Linked DNA regions of Oncorhynchus mykiss: region 2 is linked to region 1. The links are chromatin contacts, called in public Hi-C maps. All regions are on one chromosome and are shown on one strand. The core of a region is the stretch at or near the end of the contact, and the rest is flanking DNA. Distances in the headings are between cores, read along the strand shown.

The links. A called contact is a pair of places that touch in the nucleus more often than the background predicts.
Region 2: a Hi-C map of liver shows a contact between it and region 1, with 2.6 times the contacts expected there. A contact is called at or near these places in 2 of 3 Hi-C or Micro-C datasets (blood and liver).

The regions. Positions count from the first base shown.
Region 1 is chr12:32,479,410-32,485,344 of USDA_OmykA_1.1, forward strand. No RefSeq gene overlaps it. Among protein-coding and RNA genes, the nearest start is that of LOC118937881, 7.3 kb to the left of the region's middle.
Region 2 is chr12:32,543,588-32,549,522 of USDA_OmykA_1.1, forward strand. btg3 (B-cell translocation gene 3) reads left to right here and starts at 3,331. Exons shown (of 5, transcript NM_001165080.1): 1 at 3,331-3,418; 2 at 4,018-4,227; 3 at 4,417-4,554. The coding sequence starts at 4,052.

The DNA.
Region 1 (5,935 bases), core at 1,337-3,836:
GCGTGAAACTACGTCTAATGGCTGTAGACACCTTAGGGAATACGTAGAAAAAGGAATCTGGTTGATATCCCTTTCAATGGCCAATAGGGATGCATAGAAACACAACGGTTTCAAAATAAGAGGCACTTCCTGATTGGTTTCAGGGTTTTGCCTGCAATATCAGTTATGTTGTACTCACAGACAATATTTTGACAGTTTTCTATCCTAAGCTGCCAATTATATGCATATTCTAGCATCTGGTCCTGAGAAATAGGCCGTTTACTTTGGGAACGTTATTTTTCCAAAAATAAAAATAGTGCCCCCTAGTTTCAAGAGGTTAACGCTTTTTTGGTTACTACAGGATTCCATATGTGTTATTTCATAGTTTTGATGTCTTCACATTCTACAATGTAGAAAATAGTAAAAATAAAGAAAAACCCTTGAATGAGTAGGTGTGGCCAAACTTTTGACTGGTACTGTATATGTTTTTGCTGTTTGTTCTTTGTTCTTTGTTATAGAGCCAAAAAGATTGGAGAAGTAGTATATCCATACATTTCCAGACACAAATCTTTGTGTTGTTGTTGGTTTAGTGTGTCCCCATTTTCCTAGAAGTGGTTAGATTCTATGGATTCTTCAGTTCCATTGAGCTGATTTCTGATATGCTGTACCTTATATTTATTTCTGTATTGGTATTCTGGGTCTCTATGTTCTTGGTTGTATAGGTTTCTCAGTTTCTTTCTTAGATCTTTGCATTCTTCATCAAACCATTTGTCATTGTTGTTAATTTTCTTAGGTTGTCTGCTTGAAACGTTTTAATTTGATTGGGAAGCTGAGAGGTCAAATACAGTGCATTTGGAAAATAAGGTATTTCAGTTTTGTAAAAATGTCTTAAAACCTGTTTTCTGTTTATACTGTTTAGGTTTTCTACTGCCAAGTTTCTACCTTCGCTATTACAGTGAAACATTTTGTCCAGGAAGTTGTATAAAAAGGACAGGATTTGTTGTTGCCTCATTTTTTTGTGGGTTTCTACACTACTTTCCTTCCATCTATAGCATTTCTTAACATTATGCATTTCCTTTGGCTTTGATGCCTCATGATTGAATATTGCTCTGTTCAAGTAGACTGTGATTTTGCTGTGATCTGATAGGAGTGTCAGTGGGCTGACTGTGAACACTGAGAGACTCTGGGTTGAGGTCAGTGATAAAGTAATCTACAGTAGTGCTGCCAAAGGATGAGCTATAGGTGTACCTACTGTAAGTCCCCTCGAAGCCTACCTTTGGCTACGTACAGACCCAGCATGTGACTGAGCTGCAGGAGTTGTGACCTGTTTTTGTTGGTTGTGTCTTGGGGGGCATATTTGGGACAGAATGCTGTCACCTCCAGGTAGGTGTTTGTCCCCCTGTTTGCTGAGAGCATCAGGTTTTTGTCCAGTTCTGGCATTTAGGTTGCCACAGACGAGTACATGTCCCTGGGCCTAGGATGGAGAAGCTGTCATCGTTAAAGTATGGGGATTCTATTGGAGGGAGAGATATGTAGCGCACACAAGGACATTTTTCTCTCATGTAAAATGTTCCTGTTTTGACTAATTTAATAGAGAGGGTTAGGTCTGCTCTATATCAAATTAGCATACCCCCAGAGTCTCTTCCCTTTTTTCACACCTGGTAGTATGGTGGATGGGACTACTAGCTCTCTGTAACCTAGAGGGCAACCGGTGGGTCTGTCTCCTCTGTGCCATGTTTCTTGTAGGATGACAATGTCTGTATTTCCAATTTATGTGAGGAAGTCTGGGTTCCTGCTGTTTAGGCCAAAGACAGGTGACCTCTGACCTTGTATATTCCAGGATGAGATAGTAAAAGCTTTGTGTTCAATCAACCATGTGGTTGTATGCTTCTAAAAACCAATGAGGAGATGGGAGCGGCGGGACTTGCAGTGCATTAAGCTTCAAAAATAGTTATATTTTAGCGTCTGGCTACACAGTCTCGTTAACATGTATGTGTACATTTATTTTGCAACGCTCAGTCATGCAATGCAGCAGTGTGTTCAGAATGTGTTAGCAACAATTAAATTGTTTTTTTTGCTGACATTTTACTGATGCAGGTCATATTCAACGGCTGTTACGCGTTTGCAAATTCCTCAGTTAATCTGCACTCTGGCACACAGTCTAGAATGCTCTGAAATCGTAGAATTTACAAATGCACCCAATTAATAATATTGTAGCGACCTGCTTGGACAGTTATGTGCTTGTGTTCTGATGTTATTTTGTTGTGTGGTGATTAGGACACGTTTATCACTTTGCTCTGTATTTCGCAGAGAGCTTGATCCTATGTCCTGGACATTCATTTAATCATGATCTATTTAGGTCATTACAATATCATCTCTAATGGTTGCCTATTTTGTTTGTACAACAGATACATTCCTGAGGTGATTGCATCTGAAAGTGAATAACCCCCAACTGTATTTCATTGGAAACAAGACGTTATTGTTTACTTTCTCTGTGTGGTCATCTGACTAGCCCGGCCTTTTTCTGTTGGGGTCTGTCTCAAAAGTAAAGCGATCCCTACCCTGAAATACACTGGTACAGGTTGTGCTCACCTGGATGCTACAACAGGGACTTTTTGTGACGAATGGAGTCACCTCAATGACAGGAGACTTATGCTGCGTTCAAAACAACTGGGAAGTCGGAAAAATACGAGGTCAAATCGTGATGTCAGTGACCTTGCTGTCGGAAAATGTCGGAGCTCTAGAAAGAGGAATGAGTTCCCGAGTTAGAATTCTGAGTTGGATGATCATTCAAATTGTTTTTACCCAGTTGGAGATCATTTTTTCCCAGTTCCAAATTCCCAGTTGTTTCAAACAAGGCAACAAGGCAAGAGTCTAAAGGTTGAAATTACGCAAGCCAGTAGACTATTTGTCATCTTATCAGACACTCTAGTCAGTAGTCAGTCACACAACTGTAGCATTAGCCAAATAGACTGACCCGTTTAAAAAAATAAAACATACCAAATTGAAAGACAGATTAGAGAAGGGGACTATCTGAAACAGTGGTCATTTAACAGTAGCCTAACATATTACACCATAGAGCTAAAAAAATTCACATGTTCACTGAAATCTGAGGACTGTTTTGCTTTCTTTTTTTGTAACCTGACAGAGCTTGTCTAACCAGATCTGAGCTGGTGTCTCTGAAGTTGTGAACAAGCAGCAACCTGTAGACAAGAGATCGCCCCGGGGTTAAGATGTTGGTGCACTGAGGCAGACATGATGATTTCATATAGATTAATGGCTGGATACGTAGACGCTAAAAGCACAGTGTTGAACTCTTGGAAAGTTACTCATTGACTGAGTCGAGAGGCAGAGAGAGAAGACGGCTGGTTAGTGGGTGTTATCACAGGCATGACCAGGATCATGTCCAGTGAATTGGAAAGCAAACAGTTTAATGGATATTATTTCTGTTGTGTCTAGGTAATATAGATAACTATGTTACTGTGTATCTTATTATTGATGTGCCTATTTTCAATCTGTTCATTTTGTTCAACATTATTCACAGATTAAAATAGTACATTTGCCTCTGTAGTTGTATGCCCACATTCAGTGCATGCCTGCATAAGTCATTTGAGTTGTTCATCCTCTTCCAATCCAAGTGCTTCTTCATAGTGAATGAGATCCATTTTGGGAGCTGGTTACATGATTAAATAAATATTTGTTCTTAATTTTTCACCCCCTAAAGTGCAGAGAACCAAAATGTTCACCCACCCCACCTGCTGGAGGTCATGAGACTTTGTTCAGGTTGTGTACCTGTAGCACTTTGTCTGGCCAGGAGGTGGCTCTGTTACCCTGTCTTTATGATGTGTTGTCCATCATGTTTACACGTGTGTTAATTGTGGTGTAGATTTTTAGAGGACAAAGAGAATATTAGCATAGTGGTACATTTGTTATGGTTCACAAGCTCCTCAATTACAGCCTTCTACTGAAGCTACAGCTGTTTGTTTGTTTTAGTCCCTATAATAAAGCTAAAGGTGATGGCTACTGAACAATCAATTCAACACAAATCAGATTTGTCTGACTTGAAATGGGGAAGGCATGTTTCTGGTTTGATAAAGCAGAATCATTCAGACAAAAACAGCTCTTTATTCTGGTGCCAAATTGGAGGTGCTGTGTGTTGTGTCCATGATGCTGGCAAGAGACGAAACACTAGAACAGGCTGGTGGTACATGTTACATATTAACGACCATTGTTAAATTGCACTGAAATAGATACAGAAGCAGGCTGCACTGAATCAACATACGTTGTTTTAGAGGACAAAGATGTTGGATTAAGGACATTTTATACCTGAAAAACACATATCTGTGGACTAATTAGTAATTAAGCCTCTTTCAAGATATGTTGCTGCCATATAATCATTGAGCAGCAGTGGATCTCTGCATATACAAGTCCATGTGTTTTGGTATTAGACTTGAGCAAATTTGTAAAATGAGGACTGTTTAGAAATACCCTCCTGAAGTAATTCCCTTTATATGGGCCAACTCATGGTGGTTGATGAATGACACTGCAACTGCTGTGTGGCAATGGGGAAAACACTCAATGGTCAGTTTCCAATGGGGCCATAATAACCCTGATGGGGAGTAGTAGGTCATAAATATTGTCATGGCTTCATGGTCAGGATGAGCAGAGATCACAAACGGCAGGGTGTAGTAGGGAGGCCTAACAGAGGAGGCCAGAGAGACATAATCACTCGCTGCTTGTCAAGGGATCATAAATTCACAGCACCACTCCATAATAGGACAAAGGCCTCATTTATATACTGCTTCTCAGTCCCGGTCCTAAGCGGGATTTGTCTCACGGGAAAAAAACATTTCAGTGGACCTCTTAACAGTGGAGAGACACATTTTAAGTGTTAAAGCTAATTTCCTACAATTCTACATATTTTTGCCATGACATGCCATTTTGGACTTAATTTAAGGTTTGGGTTAAGCATAATGTTAGCAGTGTGGTTAAGGTTAGGGTTTAAGTTAGGGTTAGGTTTCAAAATTGAATAAGATAAATTGTAGAAATGGGCAGGTTTAGCCATAATTGTGACTTTGTGGCTGGATTCAAGTTGAATGTAAATGCAGATCTTTGTAGGGTGGTTAATGGAGATATTTGGAGAGGTTCGGTGAGATTTTGTTTACACACAAAGCTTCTCTTTCTCACCCTCAAATAACCTGTAGCCGTGTCCCAGATGTGTGTGCTGTCTTGTCAACTCTTATGGACAGGTATGACAATTTATCACATATTCAGAATTACCTTTATTCGCCAAATACATTTATACATACTCTGAATTTTACTTGGTGATATGGCGCTGGTATCGATAGTCAACGTTTAGAGACAGAACACAGACAGTAGAGTTTACACAAAGTTTACATACTGTAATACATTATATACAACTTGGCAGAGTGAGCATAGAGCTATAGAGAATGGGCAGGGGATATACAAATATACAAACAGTAGGTATACAGTTGATCTACAATGGATGTACAAATGTACTGAATCAGTATGAATATATCTAAATGCAGAGAGATGAACAGAGTGCAAATGTATAGTATAGTGCAGTTATTTTGTGTACAGTTCAGAGATGGCTTAATGTGTTGTGCAGCAGAGAGTACATAGTCCTTTACTCTCTACCAGCCAGTTGGTGAGGGCCACAGCCTGGGGAAAGAAACTGTTCAAGTAGCGGGAGGTTTTGGTCCTGAACTGCCTGCCAGAGGATAATTTTTAGAAGAGGGGTTGACCTGGGATGGAGGGGTCAAATAGCCCTTACACAGCCTGTAGGTGTGTTTTGGGTCATTGTCTTGTAGAAAAACAAATGATAGTCCCACTAAGTGCAAACCAGATGGGATGGCGTAACGCTGCAGAATGCTGTGGTCGCCATGCTGGTTAAGTGTGCCTTGAATTCTAAATACATCACAGAGTGTCATCAGCA
Region 2 (5,935 bases), core at 2,081-4,580, 65 kb after region 1:
AATCTAAAAAGCTCAAATAGAAAACCGAAGAAAATGAACATCAATGACAAATGGTTTGATGAAGAATGCAAAAATCTAAGAAAGAAATTGAGAAACCTGTCCAACCAAAAACATAGAGACCCGGAAAAGCTGAGTCTACGCGTTCACTATGGTGAATCACTGAAACAATACAGAAATACACTACGGAAAAAGAAGGAACAGCACGTCAGAAATCAACTCAATGTAATTGAAGAATCCATAGACTCTAACCACTTCTGGGAAAATTGGAAAACTCTAAACAAACAACAACACGAAAAATTATCTATCCAAAATGGAGATGTATGGGTAAACCACTTCTCCAATCTTTTTGGCTCTATAACAAAGAATAAAGAGCAAAAACATATACACGATCAAATACAAATCTTAGAATCAACTATTAAAGACTACCAGAACTCACTGGATTCTACAATGACCTTGAATGAGTTACAGGACAAAATAAAAATCCTCCAACCCCAAAAGGCCTGTGGTGTTGATGGTATCCTTAATGAAATGATCAAATATACAGACAACAAATTCCAATTGGCTATTCTAAAACTCTTTAACATCATCCTTAGCTCTGGCATCTTCCCCAATATTTGGAACCAAGGACTGATCACCCCAATCCACAAAAGTGGAGACAAATTTGACCCCAATAACTACCGTGGAATATGCATCAACAGTAACCTTGGGAAAATCCTCTGCATTATCATTAACAGCAGACTCGTACATTTCCTCAATGAAAACAATGTACTGAGCAAATGTCAAATTGGCTTTTTACCAAATTACCGTACAACAGACCGTGTATTCACCCTACACACTGTAATTGACAACCAAACAAACCAAAACAAAGGCAAAGTCTTCTCATGCTTTGTTGATTTCAAAAAAGCCTTCGACTCAATTTGGCATGAGGGTCTGCTATACAAATTGATGGAAAGTGGTGTTGGGGGTAAAACACATGACATTATAAAATCCATGTACACAAACAACAAGTGTGCGGTTAAAACTGGCAAAAAACACACATATTTCTTCACACAGGGTCGTGGGGTGAGACAGGGATGCCTACTGTTTGCTGATGATCTCGTGCTTCTGTCACCAACCAAGGAGGGCCTACAGCAGCACCTAGATCTTCTGCACATCTTCTGCACAGACCTGGGCCCTGACGGTAAATCTCAGTAAGACCAAAATAATGGTGTTCCAAAAAAGGTCCAGTCGCCAGGACCACAAATACAAATTCCATCTAGACACTGTTGCCCTAGAGCACACAAAAAACTATACATACCTTGGCCTAAACATCAGCGCCACAGGTAACTTCCACAAAGCTGTGAACGATCTGAGAGACAAGGCAAGAACGACATTCTATGCCACCAAAAGGAACATAAATTTCAACATACCAATTAGGATCTGGCTAAAAATACTTGAATCAGTCATAGAGCCCATTGCCCTTTATGGTTTTGAGGTCTGGAGTCCGCTCACCAACCAAGACACCAAATTGAGACTCTGCATGCAGAATTCTGCAAAAATATCCTCCGTGTACAACGTAGAACACCAAATAATGCATGCAGAGCAGAATTAGGCCGATACCCACTAATTATCAAAATCCAGAAAAGAGCCGTTAAATTCTATAACCACCTAAAAGGAAACGATTCCCAAACCTTCCATAACAAAGCCATCACCTACAGAGAGATGAACCTGGAGAAGAATCCCCTAAGCAAGCTGGTCCTAGGGCTCTGTTCACAAACACAAACACACCCCACAGAGCCCCAGGACAACAGCACAATTAGACCCAACCAAATCATGAGAAAAGAAAAAGAGAATTACTTGACATATTGGAAAGAATTAACAAAAAAACAGAGCAAACTAGAATGCTATTTGGCCTTAAACAGAGAGTACACAGTGGCAGAATACCTGACCACTGTGACTGACCCAAACTTAAGGAAAGCTTTGACTATGTACAGACTCAGTGAGCATAGCCTTGCTATTGAGAAAGGTCGCCTTAGGCAGACATGGCTCTCAAGAGAAGATGTGCTCACTGCCCACAAAATGAGGTGGAAACTGAGCTGCACTTCCTAACCTCCTGCCCAATGTATGACCATATTAGAGAGACATATTTCCCTCAGATTACACAGATCCACAAAGAATTCAAAAACAAATCCAATTTTGATAAACTTCCATATCTACTGGGTGAAATTCCACAGTGTGCCATCACAGCAGCAATATTTGTGACCTGTTGCCACAAGAAAAGGGCAACCAGTGAAGAACAAACACCATTGTAAATACAACCCATATTTATTCTTATTTATTTTCCCTTGTGTACTTTAACCATTTGTACATTGTTAAAACACTGTATATATATATATATATATATATATATATATATATATATATATATATATATATATATATATATATATAACATTTGTAATGTGTTTATTGTTTTGAAACTTCTGTATGTGTAATGTTTACCGTGAATTTTGATTGTTTATTTCACTTTTGTATATTATCTACCTCACTTGCTTTGGCAATGTTAACACATGTTTCCCATGCCAATAAAGCCCCTTGAATTGAACTGAATTAATTATGAGTTTTTTACTCGGCTGGTCTTGGGAAGAAATTACGAGTCCTGAATGTCCCGAGATCGAGTCAAGCCCGAGTACAAATGTGTCCGAAACCGAGACACTCAATATATGGTCTCGAGGACCTGGAGCCCTCTAAACCTTTTTTGATAACTCATAATCCAAACTAAGTACAGTCTTCTACAAGGGTTCTACCCACTCTGATTTGATACATACAGGCCGATTTAGATGAAGGTTGACCACCCCCCTGTGGATATTTAAAAAAAAATGTATTTCACCTTTGCAGTTGTATTTTGCTTCGTATAGGACGTGTACTAATAAGGAAGCGCAGTGTAATTTTGGAGCAGTTAAAATATAGTACGCTTTTTCATAGTTTCAAACAACATTATTACATCCCCATTTACATTCTTTAACTTTATTTTGTAGCTGAAGGATGATTTCAAGTCAGCCATTTTAGTCCCGTTGCTCAATGGGGATGACGTCAAACCGTCACTAGTTACCACAAAATAGGCTATATCGTAACAATTCATTAAAACAAAAACGTGCTTTTTTGTCTTAATTTAAGGTCAAGGTTAGGCATAATGTTATCAGTTTGGTTGCAGTCTGGTTTGTAAATCATAATAAAAAGAGACATTGTAGAAATAGGCGGGGTTTAGCCACAATTATGACTCTGTGACTGTAATAACTAGTGACGACCGTGACGTAAGGGCTAGTCCAGAAAACGCGCGCACCGCTTCCTGGGGCAGGTTATGCTCTCATGCGGAGGTTCAGACTTTCATGAGCTAAACTGGCAACAGTTTTCCATATGGTGATGAACAGCAATTACGGTAATATGATGGCCTTTTAATTGTTATTTTGGATAATCAAATAACATGTTTTGATGTGTAGTTTACAAAGTTTACTTAGCTAGTTGCCCGAAGAATGTATTATTAATAGCATGTTTTTTTAAAAACTGTTTCTCTTGAGCTACAGTAGCTAGCTGGGATGACGTTAAGGATACTTCACTTGAAAAGTTTTGTCACAAACATCTGCAATTAATATAAACATCGGTTATGTATATAGTTTTTACGTTTTTGTCTGGGTTTTGTTGTTGGCGAACACTGAGTTAGCCAGCTATGAATGATTGATTGGCAGTCACATGGCTAAACGGAAATAATGCATCACAGCGCGCCTTTCTGGAAAATGTCCCGCCAGACTGGAATGTCGTTTGGATTCAGCAATGGTTAACCCACTAAATTAGCTGAATATTTACTATTCAACGAATTCTTGTCGGATTGTTTTGCGTTGCTAGGTAGGCTTTGCTTGCTACATAGTTCATGTATTTTGGAGATTAATTGATGGATGAAACTGCTGTTTCTAGGCTTTTAACTTGTTTGTGAGTTTACTGTTTCTAGTCAATTTGTGCTACTATTCCTCATATTTCCAGAAGTTCGACCATCGTTACAGCACATCAGTGAAACATGATGAAGAAAGAGATTGCAGCAGTGGTGTTTTTCCTGAAAAGACTGATCAAGAAGGTGGAAAGGTTGGATACCCAGAAAGTGGACTTGTTTGTGGAGCGGTTGACTGTTGCCCTGCAGGAGAAGTTCAGGGGGCATTGGTATCCTGACAACCCCAGCAAAGGACAGGCCTTCAGGTAACTGACTATGAATCAGATGCCGGTCTGTGGCCTTGCTCCCCCTATCTTGATTACCATATCAGTAGCTTTATCAACCTCTAGTCTAGGGCATCATGCCCTATGAAGAATTAGGGTATATTTTGGATATGCAGCGATATGAATGATTGGAGTTATTGAAGGTCTATTGCATACTCTACTACTTTGCAGGTGTATTCGGGTGAACAGGTTGCAGAGGGAGGATCCAGAGCTGCTGCGGGCCTGCCAGGAGAGTGGGGTTCAGTACAAGGACCTTGGCCTGCCCAGAGAACTCACCCTGTGGGTGGATCCAGGGGAGGTGTGCTGCAGGTCAGTCTTAAAAGCATTGGCTGGAGGGAGTGTACACTTTGGGAGATTGGCAGTCTCAGGGTTCGCACAAGGTGCTCGAAGTACTCTGAAATTCAAGGACTGGAATACCTTGAAAATCAGACATTTTCTCAAGTTGGTACTTGAATAAAAATGAGCAGGAAATCTTAAAATATGTTAATATAAATAATATTACATGTATTGGTCTTAAGAATTAATTTCCAGAAGTTAAATATTTTTTTTTTTAGCTCACGTGATTTGTGCTCAGGTTGCCAGGTGAGTGCTCATACCACTCACACTGCCACTCAACCAGGCAGGTACAGAACTGACTGATGAGGCGCCGCCAAAACGTCACATCGACAGCTAAAATGCCGGACAAATGTAGGTTAAATCCTGCTTGGCAGGATATTGATGTTTTATGAATGGGTTTTGCCGGACCCAACCAACCCACATCATGCAAGGTGTAAAAAAATGCATCAAAGATGTTGACATTGTGAGCATGGGTGAATCTGCCCCGAAGAGCTACATGAAGGGGGAAAGACCTAAAGCTGCAGCCCGGGCTGGCATCAGTTCTACATTGAGACTTTTTCTTTGCAACAACCTCCAGAGCTTTAGCAGCAACAGCACAACCAGACTAACCGGCAAAGAAACGTTTCAAATGTGAATGACTTCTGTTAGCTACATTTGAATAATGGAAAGAGCTAGCTAGCCTACTAGCTAACGTTAGCAGGCTAGAGTTTACCAGCTAGCTAGTTAGCTAATAAAACTATGTGAACTGAAGCTGTAGTATTACTACATTTCTAGGTAACTATAGCACTTTATCTATGCCTCGTTCAAGGCTGTTGATCTGGGATATTGAGTGTTGAATGATTTTTGTGCACACTGATGTTAGCCAACTTGGCTAAAATAGTGAGCTAACTAGCATTGAGTAGTCTGTTTGCAAACATTTGGCTAGCTAGTTAGCTTGCAAACTCTACCACTGTGAATTTCTGGATACAGAACAGTACATTTTTTCCATCAAAGCCAGCCAAGATCTGCTGACTAATGAACTAGCACCATGATTCAGCAGCATTGTTTCTGAAAGTAGTTTCCACAGCTGCACCTAATGGCAAGCTATAACGTTAGACATTTAATACATTGTTTAAAGATAAGTGGTTTTAATTACCATTGTTCTATTTGTTTGTTTAATGTCTGTTCTAAGGTAATATAGCTACAGGCATTGGTTTGAAGGGGACATTTAAAATGTATGTAGCATAGGCTGTGTTTAAGGGTTGAAGATTAAATGTAAGAGGTAGTTGGATATACACTGAGCGTACAAAACATTAAGGGGATCTTCCTAATATTGAGTTGCACTACCAAGTTTACATACACCTTAGCCAAATAC